Regions from separate parts of the Rattus norvegicus genome. Here region 1 is linked to region 2. The links are chromatin contacts, called in public Hi-C maps. All regions are on one chromosome and are shown on one strand. Each heading gives the region's core, a stretch centred on a gene start, on an enhancer-like site or on the middle of the called end of the contact. The rest is flanking DNA. Distances are from core to core; before and after follow the strand shown. Region 1 overlaps Xxylt1 (xyloside xylosyltransferase 1). Region 2 overlaps Xxylt1 (xyloside xylosyltransferase 1).

What was found. A called contact is a pair of places that touch in the nucleus more often than the background predicts.
Region 1: a contact with region 2 is called in a Hi-C map of prefrontal cortex, with 4 times the contacts expected there. The contact joins two enhancer-like sites. A contact is called at or near these places in 12 of 12 Hi-C or Micro-C datasets (the A7r5 cell line, the Rat2 cell line, Schwann cells and 7 more) and 1 of 1 datasets of contacts at active chromatin or transcription factors (oligodendrocytes).

Annotation. Positions count from the first base shown.
Region 1 is chr11:83,265,182-83,270,396 of GRCr8, forward strand. The region is part of intron 3 of Xxylt1 (xyloside xylosyltransferase 1); the gene reads left to right. Among named protein-coding and RNA genes, the nearest start is that of Xxylt1, 100 kb to the left of the region's middle. Within about 2 kb of position 3,465, at least 41 of the 93 cell types and tissues checked have an H3K27ac peak or open chromatin away from gene starts, as enhancers often do.
Region 2 is chr11:83,174,059-83,178,921 of GRCr8, forward strand. All of the region lies in intron 1 of Xxylt1 (xyloside xylosyltransferase 1), which reads left to right. Among named protein-coding and RNA genes, the nearest start is that of Xxylt1, 13 kb to the left of the region's middle. Within about 2 kb of position 2,848, at least 17 of the 93 cell types and tissues checked have an H3K27ac peak or open chromatin away from gene starts, as enhancers often do.

The DNA.
Region 1 (5,215 bases), core at 2,215-4,714, 92 kb after region 2:
TTTAATCCTCAGTTTCCAGCTCCCTCCCTCTCTTCATCTCACTAGAAAGAGTCAATGCCATTGCCCAGTCCCAGCTGTTTGATTCCAGCCTCCCAGCTCTCACGGAATACCTTCCATCGCCTGTGTTCAGCAGAAATAATGAGATCAGATTTATAGAGAATCCTATGGTTCCACTAGTGATGATGTGTCTCTCCTTGCTGGATCAGTTGTTTCTTTTTATTACATAGGAGTTGTCTCTATTTTACCAAAACAAACTGGAGGCTCGAACTGGGAACTGACATTGTGGGGCTGCCAGCAGAACCTTAAGGAAAAGCTACACTCCTCAGACACCACTGAAGTGAGGGAACCAAAACTAGACACCTCATCTCCACCTCTTTGGGAACCACCAGGGACCCACTGTTGTCTTTGTCTGTGAAAGCTTTCTCTAGGAAAGTCTCCAGGCCCGGCCTCTTGACTTCTGAATGGGCAGGTTACACTCGGAGGCTTAGGTCACTGTGGTTCCCAACTCCCTTCCCAGCCTCCAGAGTATAGTAGGCCTGAGGCCTAGGCCAGTCCATGAAGGTACTCATCTGCCCAGTACTGGTGCTGGCCTGCAGTGCCTCAGCAGTGATTATAAAGAAACTGTGTTCTGCTTGTCTTCTGGGGGACAGCATGCTTGCATCAAACCGTTCCTCCATGTGTCTTTCCTGTGTAAGCCAAGGCTGTGCAGACTCAGTGGTGTTACGGTGTAGCACGGACCATAAAGCATTAATATTTCTCTAGGAAGAGTTGTGTTGTGGATGAAAACAGCCTTGGTCCTGGGTGCCAGAGAAGGGTAGGAGGGGAACCCAGGCTAGATGCAACTGCGTCCATCCATGTTCTGTGATAGCAGTTGTGGGGCAGGGGGACAGTCAGCTTTCTTTAAAGGATGGACTTTTCCCTTGAGGTTTCAGACAGGCCTTTAGGACTGTCCTCGCCTCACCCCACACTGTCCCATGACTCCTGCACACTTCTCGGGGTGACAGGAGCTCCTTGGGGAGTTTGCCTGCATCCTGTCCAAACTGCTGTTTCTCTAAGGAGCTGCCCTGCCACCAGGAGACGCAGGAGGAGGCGCCCAGCACCTGCCTGTGGGAAGAGTAGGGCTAAGACAGAAAGCCCAGGTAGTAGGGTCTGTGCCTGGTGTTGGGGTGGGGGGAGAGTGGGGTGCATTGCAAGCACTCCCCGTGAGTAGGCATCAGGGGAGGGAGTTTAGCAGTGAGAGAAGGAACTCTCTTGAGGGCACAGTTGGAGAAAACTCCTCCCCACAGACATTTCCCAGTGACACTCTTGGGAGACAGGGGCTAGAGAGCATCTGCCTGAGTCCTGTGCCTGGGGTGGCCATCCTTATACACTGAAGCCTGTGATTAGTGCTTTCCCTCGGACCAGCAGCAGTGGCTGCCCAGGAGAACTGGGCCCAGCAGAAACCTCAGAGCGGAAGAAGGAGGGACCCCTGTGTTTGCTGCTTTGGCCTCAGCCGTCCTCCATGTGCAGAGGCTGCTGATGTAGGAGTGCAATGGTTGCTGTTGGAAGGGAACTGCTGACTGAGGACATCTGCTCCGTCGGGGCGTGGCTGTTCCTTCCAGATGCTCATGTGAGAGAGGAGAGAACGAAGGAGGGGTGACATCTCGTGTCTAGATTCAGGAGAACCTTGCAGACAGTGGGAACAGTTGGCAAAGAGCTTTGTGAGTGGAATGTGAGGGGATGGGGAGCAGAAGCCTCAGCCTCCTGTTGCCTGGAGTCCCTTCCCTTCTTCCCTTCCACATAACTCATCGTAATATCTCCAATTATTTATTCTTATAAAAACCATCTACAGTCAATTATTTAAATACACACAACATACGTGCACACGCGCCTTTAAAATGACACAGCTGGGACCACATCAGTCACCTTCCCTGAGGGTGCTTTTCCGGCTCATCGATACTTCATAAAACATCTCTGGAGTCAGCTGGTACACTTCGTATTTCATTCTTATTTATTCTAGAGTATGGTAGTCGATATTTTATTCAGTCATTCTTATTTCCGTGGGCATTCACTTCGCCTCCGGTTTTTTATTTAATGTATAAGTAATGCCATTATTTATAAATGTGTTTGTGTGTCTTTGTGAATTACTGTTTTTATTTCCCAGGGGTAGATTCCATAGAGTAGGGATATTGAGCTGAAGGGTAGGAAGATTTATAATTTTGATAGATGTTTCCAGATTGTTCAGCCCATAGCCCATAATAATTTTCATTTTTATTAGCAGTCTATGCAACCACCTCTTTCCTGCTCAGCTGTCATTTTCTGGTTGTGCCGGCCTGATGTGTGGGCAGTAATCCCTCATTGCTCTGTAGATTTCCAGATCCCGGTATTCCTAAGGTGAGAAGAAGCCTTAGGAAGGTGTGTAGTCAAGAACATGTAGTCAAGATACAAATCTATGTCTCGTGTAGTGACAGATGTGAGGTTCTATACTGTTCTGCCTTAAGGGCCTGTGACATTTGTTTGAACTCACTGAGATTTGTGTCTAGTTTTGTCATCTCATCTCCATGCATGAGCATGCAAAGTTCTCCCAGCACTGTAATTAACAGACATGTTTCTTGCTTCTGACATGGGTGTGTAACACATGGGCTTTGGGAGACAAATGCATTTCAAGTGCTAGAGAATTAATGATGATTTGGGTATTGCTAGTCAGCATTTGGGGTGGGGGAGTCAGCATTTGGGGTGGGGGAGTAGAGCCTGGGGGCAAGAATTGGTTTTGAAATAGAGAGGGGGTAGAAGGGAGCATTTTGAAACAGACATCAGTAGAGACCTCATCCGTGGGTAATACACTGCTGAGTGCCCCATCCAGAGTGCTCGATGCTGAGTGCCCATCCAGAGTGCTCAGTGCTGAGTGCCCCATCCAGAGTGCTCAGTGCTGAGTGCCCCATCCCAGAGTGCTCACTGCTGAGTGCCTCATCCAGAGTGCTTACTGCTGAGTGCCTCATACAGAGTGCTCAGTGCTGAGTGCCCCATCCACTTCCTTCCCTCAGATCCCAGTCAGCACTGTGTGCAGAGCAGATGCCCCACACTGGCACGTTTATGATATGCAGGATATGAAGAGAACTTGAATCTGATATCAGGAGACTCGGGAATCTTTCCCAGCTCTCCAAGCAGAGGTCATCCTTGAGACCTCAGGCCCTCCCTCCATCATGAGTGCACAAATGTGGCTCTGATTTTAGGGAGAACCAGTCTGGCCAGCTGAGTTCTGGGGTCCACTGGCACTGGGGTCCACTATAAAGCTTTCCTTGAGAGGTTCAAACTAGGGTGGGGGGTATTGCTTCAGGATAAGTTGCCACCGTTACAGGACGGAATGCAGAGAGCCCCAGCAGATTTTTATCTCACTGTTAATTGGCTCTTGGAGTGTTCGTGGAATTTCACTCCCCTGGGCCTGGCTCTCGAGGCCTCATGGCCTGGCGTAGGCTCTGCACTCTGGAGCCAAGTTGGACAAACGCTCACTGTTTCTAGGCTGTGCCCAGTGTTCATGTTACTATCTTTGCTTGTGCTATTCTTGCCACTGAGGCTCCTTACTGGCTCTTGGCTGCCTTTCATGGAAGCTCAGAATGCATTCAGGGCTGCATGTGCTCCTCTTGTCCTCTTCAAGTGTACGTGGTCATCACTGGGTCCCTTCCTGCCTTGTCATTGGGTCTTGGGGACATAGTGTAGTCTTCTAAGGAAACTCTAGGTCTGTAGTGTGTTGAGTAAATGATTAGAAAGTGAAGCAGAAAGCTAAATAAAAGGTAAGTGCATATGTGGCAGGAATCCAAATCAGTGTAAGAGAGAGGAGTTTCACAAATACAGCATCACAGTGGCGTGGATAAGACATGGGTGCTGGGTCGTCACAGCCTGGCCGTGAGTCCTTACTCCACTGCCATGTAGCTTTGAGACCTTGACGGAGGTCTTTGTGCCTTAGTTTCCACATCTGTCAAGTAAAATTCAGGATGGTACCCTCTTGTAGAGCTACAGTAAAAATTAAAATGTGTAAACTCCTCTGAACAAGCCCCAGCACATAGCAAGTGTTAATGTCTCTAGCAGACCAGCTGCTCCAGGAAAAATTACGTTGACTTCTTACATACTTTTCAGAAGTGATCCAGAAGTGGAGCCGTCAGAGACCTCGCTGTAAATTCACCTCTGTTTAAATCCTGTGAGCCAATGAGGCAGAGGTTTTCCTGAGAAGATTCTGCCCTTACTATGGCAAAAGAAAATGTCAGGAAGTCCCATGGCCCGAGAGCCAGCTTTGGCCAGGCCTTGCGTGAGGGATACTGATGCAAAATGCTTTTTCTCAGCACCGCTAGATATGTTCTCATCATACCGGAAGCAAGGCCCAAAAGCGACCAGCCCCTCTTCCAGGATGATGGATCAGACTCCCAAACTCATGATCTGCTTAATGGAGCTTAGAGGTGCATACGTGCGTGCATTCATGCGTGCCTGTGTGTGTGTTCCTGGCAAGTGGGCGGGCTCCATGGACTGGCTTTGTCTTGCTTGAGGAGTATGGGCTGACGGTCCAAGACTCTGAAGCATCCAATTAGCCTCACCCCATGTTTGCCCAGTGTTCAGCTACAGGAGATCACGGAAGTCTTTTTCCAGGTTGCACCCAGATGACCTTGAGCTCCCGTCCGCTGCTCAGTGAGAACTAGTCTCGTTGGCGTTAAGACACACTGCTTCCTCCTGCACACCGGCCGAGCTGTGTACTTATTATTGATCCACCTTAGCACCGAGCATTTGCACAACACATCTGCAGCAACTGTAATGCCAAGTCCATGTACAAGAAGTCAGTTCCTGAGTTATTTCTAGCCAGTCCCAGCGGCTTCTCTGCATATGTAGCAGGCGCAATCTGTTTGAACAGAAATCACACAAGTAGGCAGGTAAACAATATCCACATTTACACATTTCCCTCAGGGGGCAGCAGTCAGGCCACTGCACTTCTACTTTAAATTGAGTCTATATTTTGGAGAACTCTATTCTGTCGTAACTGAGATAATACAGTTCCACTGCTCTCCGGGGACAGCATATATTAGTCTTGTCCGTCAACCTTACCAGCCCGAACACATAATGATACACAGAAAAATGTATCATTATGAAGTTGGCAGCCAAAGCAGTGGACGGGTAAGGAGGGAATGATACAGGAATATCCTGAGTGGTCACTACTACTATGTCTCTTCCCTGAAATCCAGGCAGTCTCCAC
Region 2 (4,863 bases), core at 1,598-4,097:
CCTACCCCCATTCCAGTGCATCGATTGCTTGTCCTGGAAGCAGGAACTCGGTGCTTTACTGGGTACTCTGTTGTATCCTTGCCTTCTCCTGTAAGCACTAATCAGGCTGATGAGATCAGAGATGGGGGAGGGGGAGGAGAGGCCATAGATTGTATCTGTGCCATAGACATGTGTCTTTGCTGTGGGAAGGAAGAGGCTCTAATCATTACGCTCCCCTCATTCCCTTGGAGCCCGCAGCTGTCCACTTGGTCCTGGGTGCAGGCTCTGTGGATGCCTGCCGGCTATTCTGCAGTCAGTGGGAGAGCCCGAGTCTGTGCTTACTGTGACTCGAAGGCCTAGTTGGCAGGCTTGAGTGATTAGCTTCTAGGAGCTCCATTGGAACTCTCGGGAACTAACAGTTGACAGGTGATGGTTACCTCTTGTCAGTATCTTTCAGGTTGTTTTCTTGGTCAGATTGCACACAGACTGTGATACTGAAGGATTGGATAAGTGTAAACTGCCAGTGACTTAGAAGGTCATGTCACCAAAAGACCCACACTTCTCATAAGCTTGCTGGCAGGCTCACATTCTCAGCTCCTGCCACTTCAGTGTGTGTGTGTGTGTGTGTGTGTGTGTGTGTGTGTGTGTGTGTGTGTTGGGAGGGGGTCAGTGAGACCTGCCTTAAATGGGCAGTTTTGTGGGGTCCTGATCAAGATGTAATCCGAGAAGGGACTCACTGGACACTTGCTCAGGATTAGACGTGATGCTCACGTCTTGTCTGAGGCTACCTCTTGTCTGAGGGACCAGAAGACAAAGCAGGGGGTTCCTGGAGTGCTTGGGGCTGCCTAGGAGGATGCAGAGGCTGCCTGGGGGAGCGAGGACCTTTGAGGACGACATTGATAGTAATTTGGAAAAAAAGAGACAGAGGCCACTGGGATGGTAGGCCCCTGACTCTTCTGCCTGGCAGAGTGGAGCAGGCAGGGGGCGGGGGAGCCTGGTTGAGGGAATGTTTGCTGCCTGGATTAGCAAATCCTCCAGCAACAGGGAGGCACGACTGCGCCCTAGGTGCCTGGCTTGCATTCAGTTTGCCTGCCCAGCTTCTGGAGGGCTCACCTCACACCCATGTGTGTGCTTGGGACTTCCTCTCCTGAATCTGTCACCCCTTTGCCCTCTGTAGTCCTACACTCCCCAGCAGGCTGCTTTTTTTTTATTGTGTTACGCACCCCATATCCATCCGTCCTTTCGCCTACCCCTGGTGTGTTGACTCTGGCCTCTTTACCAGCTGCTAGAGTGCAGGACCGGCTCTTCTGTCTGTCTCCATGGCGGGCGCGAGCTCTGGTGGAGTGTGAGGCTCAGTGCAGGTGGAATGGGTGCAGGAGTAGATGTGGGTAGTAAGGGTGAGCAGTGGCCTGCAGCTACAGGAAGTGAGCGGACTGCAGGGTGCCCCCTCCCAGGAGTTCCTAGGCCTGTGGGATCATGCTAATGAGAAGGGCTCCCAGTTGACATCGGCTCTCCAGTAGGGGTTGCCCCACCTGAGACCAGCCAGGATGGTCTTTCTAAGGTTTTGAACACCACTGCCCCTCCTTGTATCATTGTGAAGGAACCCCAGTGCTATTGGGAAAGACTCCTATTGTTTCTCTCACTGTACGAGCTAAGGCGTTCCTAATCTGCCCAGAGCGTCTGCTGGCACGTTCCTGTCTTCAGCCCCTGCCCTGGCCCCAGACATGGTGGACAGGGTCGGCCCAGGATGCTCCTGCTGAGTTCATGGCTTTCTCAGTGTCTGAGCTTTAGCTTCTCACCATAAGTGATGGGTTAGATACTTCTCCATCACAGTAACAATGTATCCTCTCCATCACAGTCACTAACGATTCTCAGTCTATAAAGTCAGGTTGTTTGTTTGTGCTGGAATTGAGTCTAGGGCCTCTCGCATACTAGGCAAATGCTCTACCATCAAGGTATAGTCTTAGCCCACCAAGGGTTATTTTAGGTAACAGCCATAGTCAAACAAAGGCATTGTATAGGCCTCTGGTGGGGCGTCAGATGGCAGCAGCAGGAACACACAGTGGAGACCCCAGGTCACTTGGTTGGGAATTGAAAGAAAGGAAAAGAAAGGTCAGTGTTCCCTTCAGGGGCTCCCCTCCACTTCGTAAGAACTCCCACGTGGGCTAGAGATGGCTCATTTGGTAAAATGTTTACTGGGCAAACATGAAGACCTGACTCCATGTCCCCCACAGCCCTGTAAAACCAACGTGTGGTCCTTGCCTTTACCCCTGGTGCTGGGGACGGAGAGACAGGAGTGTCCCCTGGTTGCTAGTCAGGCTGGGGAGTGGATGACTTCAGGTGGTAATCTGGCCTCTGCTGCCTGTACAAATCTCACACACAACTCCCATTGCCCTTAAACTTCCTGTCACTTCCCTGTAGTGCTACAGGCTGACGTTGGCAGAATGGTGGGCACTCTCCAGCCCTGAGTCACATGAGAGGTTCTCTTACTGGTGGGTCTAAAATGGGTACCAGGAAGTTGCAAGCTCATGTTCTAGAATTTGTTTTGAACAGAGGCTAGGAGATGAGGGAAGAGGCCATTGTTTAGCTTTTCCTGGGGTAGTTCCTGCAATGAGCTTCAGAGAGTCAGTCAGTTCTTTGGGGGAGATTTGGTTGATTTCCTGGCCTCACTCCTGAGGAGATAAGGGGAGTGGACTCCCCAGCTCTCTCCTGCAAGGATTACAGCAGTGGCCTCAGGTGAAAGCCCCCAAGGAGCAGGCATCATATTGGAGCCTGCCTTGGTCTTGCCCATGGTCTGCAGAATGCTTTTCTCTTAAAAGAAGTTTACAGCTGCCCCTGGCCCAGGGCAGAGTCCTGAGCTGAATGGCCATGAGCACCTGAACTGGACTGGACCTCTGACCTTCTGACCTTGGAACACTGCAGCCTTAATGGCTGTTGCTTTGGGTGGTTCCTTCTTACCCTTCTGAAGCAGGGGATGGCCTGTGAGATCTGGAGCCCCAGGGAATGGTGACCAGGGTGCTCTCTGTATTGTTCAGGGGCTTACACACGTGACTTCGTCCCCTCACCAGTTGGGGGAGCGTTCTCAAGTGATTTATGAAAAGCAGGACACTTGGCCCAGGGCCAGGGCATGGTACCCTCCTTCCTGCGCCAGCCTGTGCGCTGTGGAGCGGGGGAGCCTCTTCTCGTACCTCCTGTGTTTACTTGGCCCTGGGTCGCAGGAAGAAGTCTAGTGCCTTCAAGTTACCTGTGAGGAAACTGGGGCCCAGGAAAATCCAAGTGGCTAGCATAAGGCATTTTTAGTCACTTCTCTTTGCTGTGATAAAAACACCATAACCAAATTAACTTAACAAGAGAAAGCATTTATTGTTTCAGAGGGTTAGAGTCCGAGATGGCAGAGCAGAGGCAGGGAGCTAGTGCTGGGGTTTGTCTCCACTCAAGACCAGACAGAACGCACCAAACCAGCATGGTTCCACGTGGAGAGGTTTAATGAGAGAAGAGTAGAAAAGTGGAAAGGTAGCGGGCCATGACACATGGAGGGGGAGGGGGAGATGGGGAGAGAAGGGACAGGGAAGAGGGGAAGAGAGCAGGGAAGACAAAGGGCAAGAGAGAGCAAGAAGGAGAGGAGGGAGCAAGCAGCCCCCATTTTATAGTCAGGCACAGCTGGCTGTTGCCAGGCAACTGTGGGGCGGAGCATACTGGGCTGTTCCCAGGTAGCTGTGGGGGTGGAGCTTAGACAATACCAATAGCTGAGAGCTCACTTCGGATCAGCAAATAGGAAGTATGTCTTGGGTATCCATGTCCCCCTGCCCACCTTCTCTTTGTTTTGTTCCTGGGGCAGGGTGCATTGGGAATCACAATCTTTTGTAACCTCATTCCCAGTGATTTCACTGACAACTCCTCAAACAAGGCCACATCCCTCCTACTCCTTCCCAAACAGTTCTACCAGCTAGGGACCAAGCATTCAGACAGGGGCCTACAGTAGCCATTGTTATCAAATCACAGCAATCACACTGTGGGACAAGGGGATCCAGGACTGCGTGGGTTCCCTGTCTCCCTGCCTACCCTCTCTCTGGTTTGTTCCCAGACTTTTAGGTCTTTACATCTTCAGTTTTCTTTCCTGGTGGGATGCATTTGCTTAATCTCACTTTCCTGTGGCCATTCTTCATGTGCTCTGTGTGAGGTGACAGCTGTGACATGTGCCCTGGAGTGGCTCCCATCAGGGCTGCCTCAGGTGCAGGCTCAGCCGTTCTGTCCTCTTCCCACTCCAAGCGCTGATGTCTTTTGCCTGGCTCTGGGCCTCTGTGGGTCCTGAGGTGGGGAGTCCGGTGGTGCATAGCTGTGTGGACTAAGAATCCATTGCTACCTCCTGCCTGGTCCTGCATGTCCGCTGCAGTCCCATTGTGCCTTTTCCATGGTCTCTGGGCCTGGTGAGCAGATCCACATGGCACCCAGAAATTTCTAGATATTTCCTTCTCTGGTGGTGTGAGGGTTAAACTGTCAACGTAAGACAATCTTGAACTGCCTGGGAAGGGAGTCTTGGTGAGTGAGGGATTGTCTAGATCTGATTGGCCTCTGGGTATGACTGGGGGGGACAGACAAGCTTGATTACATGAACTGATATGCGAACTCACCCACTGTGGCTGGCACTGGGACTGGGTTTGGGTCCTGGACTGTATCAAAATGGAGGTGGGGTGGAGAGAGGGTTCAGCAGTTGCTCTTACAGGAGACCTAGGTTCAGTTCCCAGCACCCACATCATGGCCTATAATCAGCTGTAATTCTGACTCTGACACTCTCTTCTGGCCTCCATGGGCACCTGAACACATAGCACGCACTCATAGAGATACACACACATTTAAAAAGGGCTGGAGAGATGGCTCAGTGGT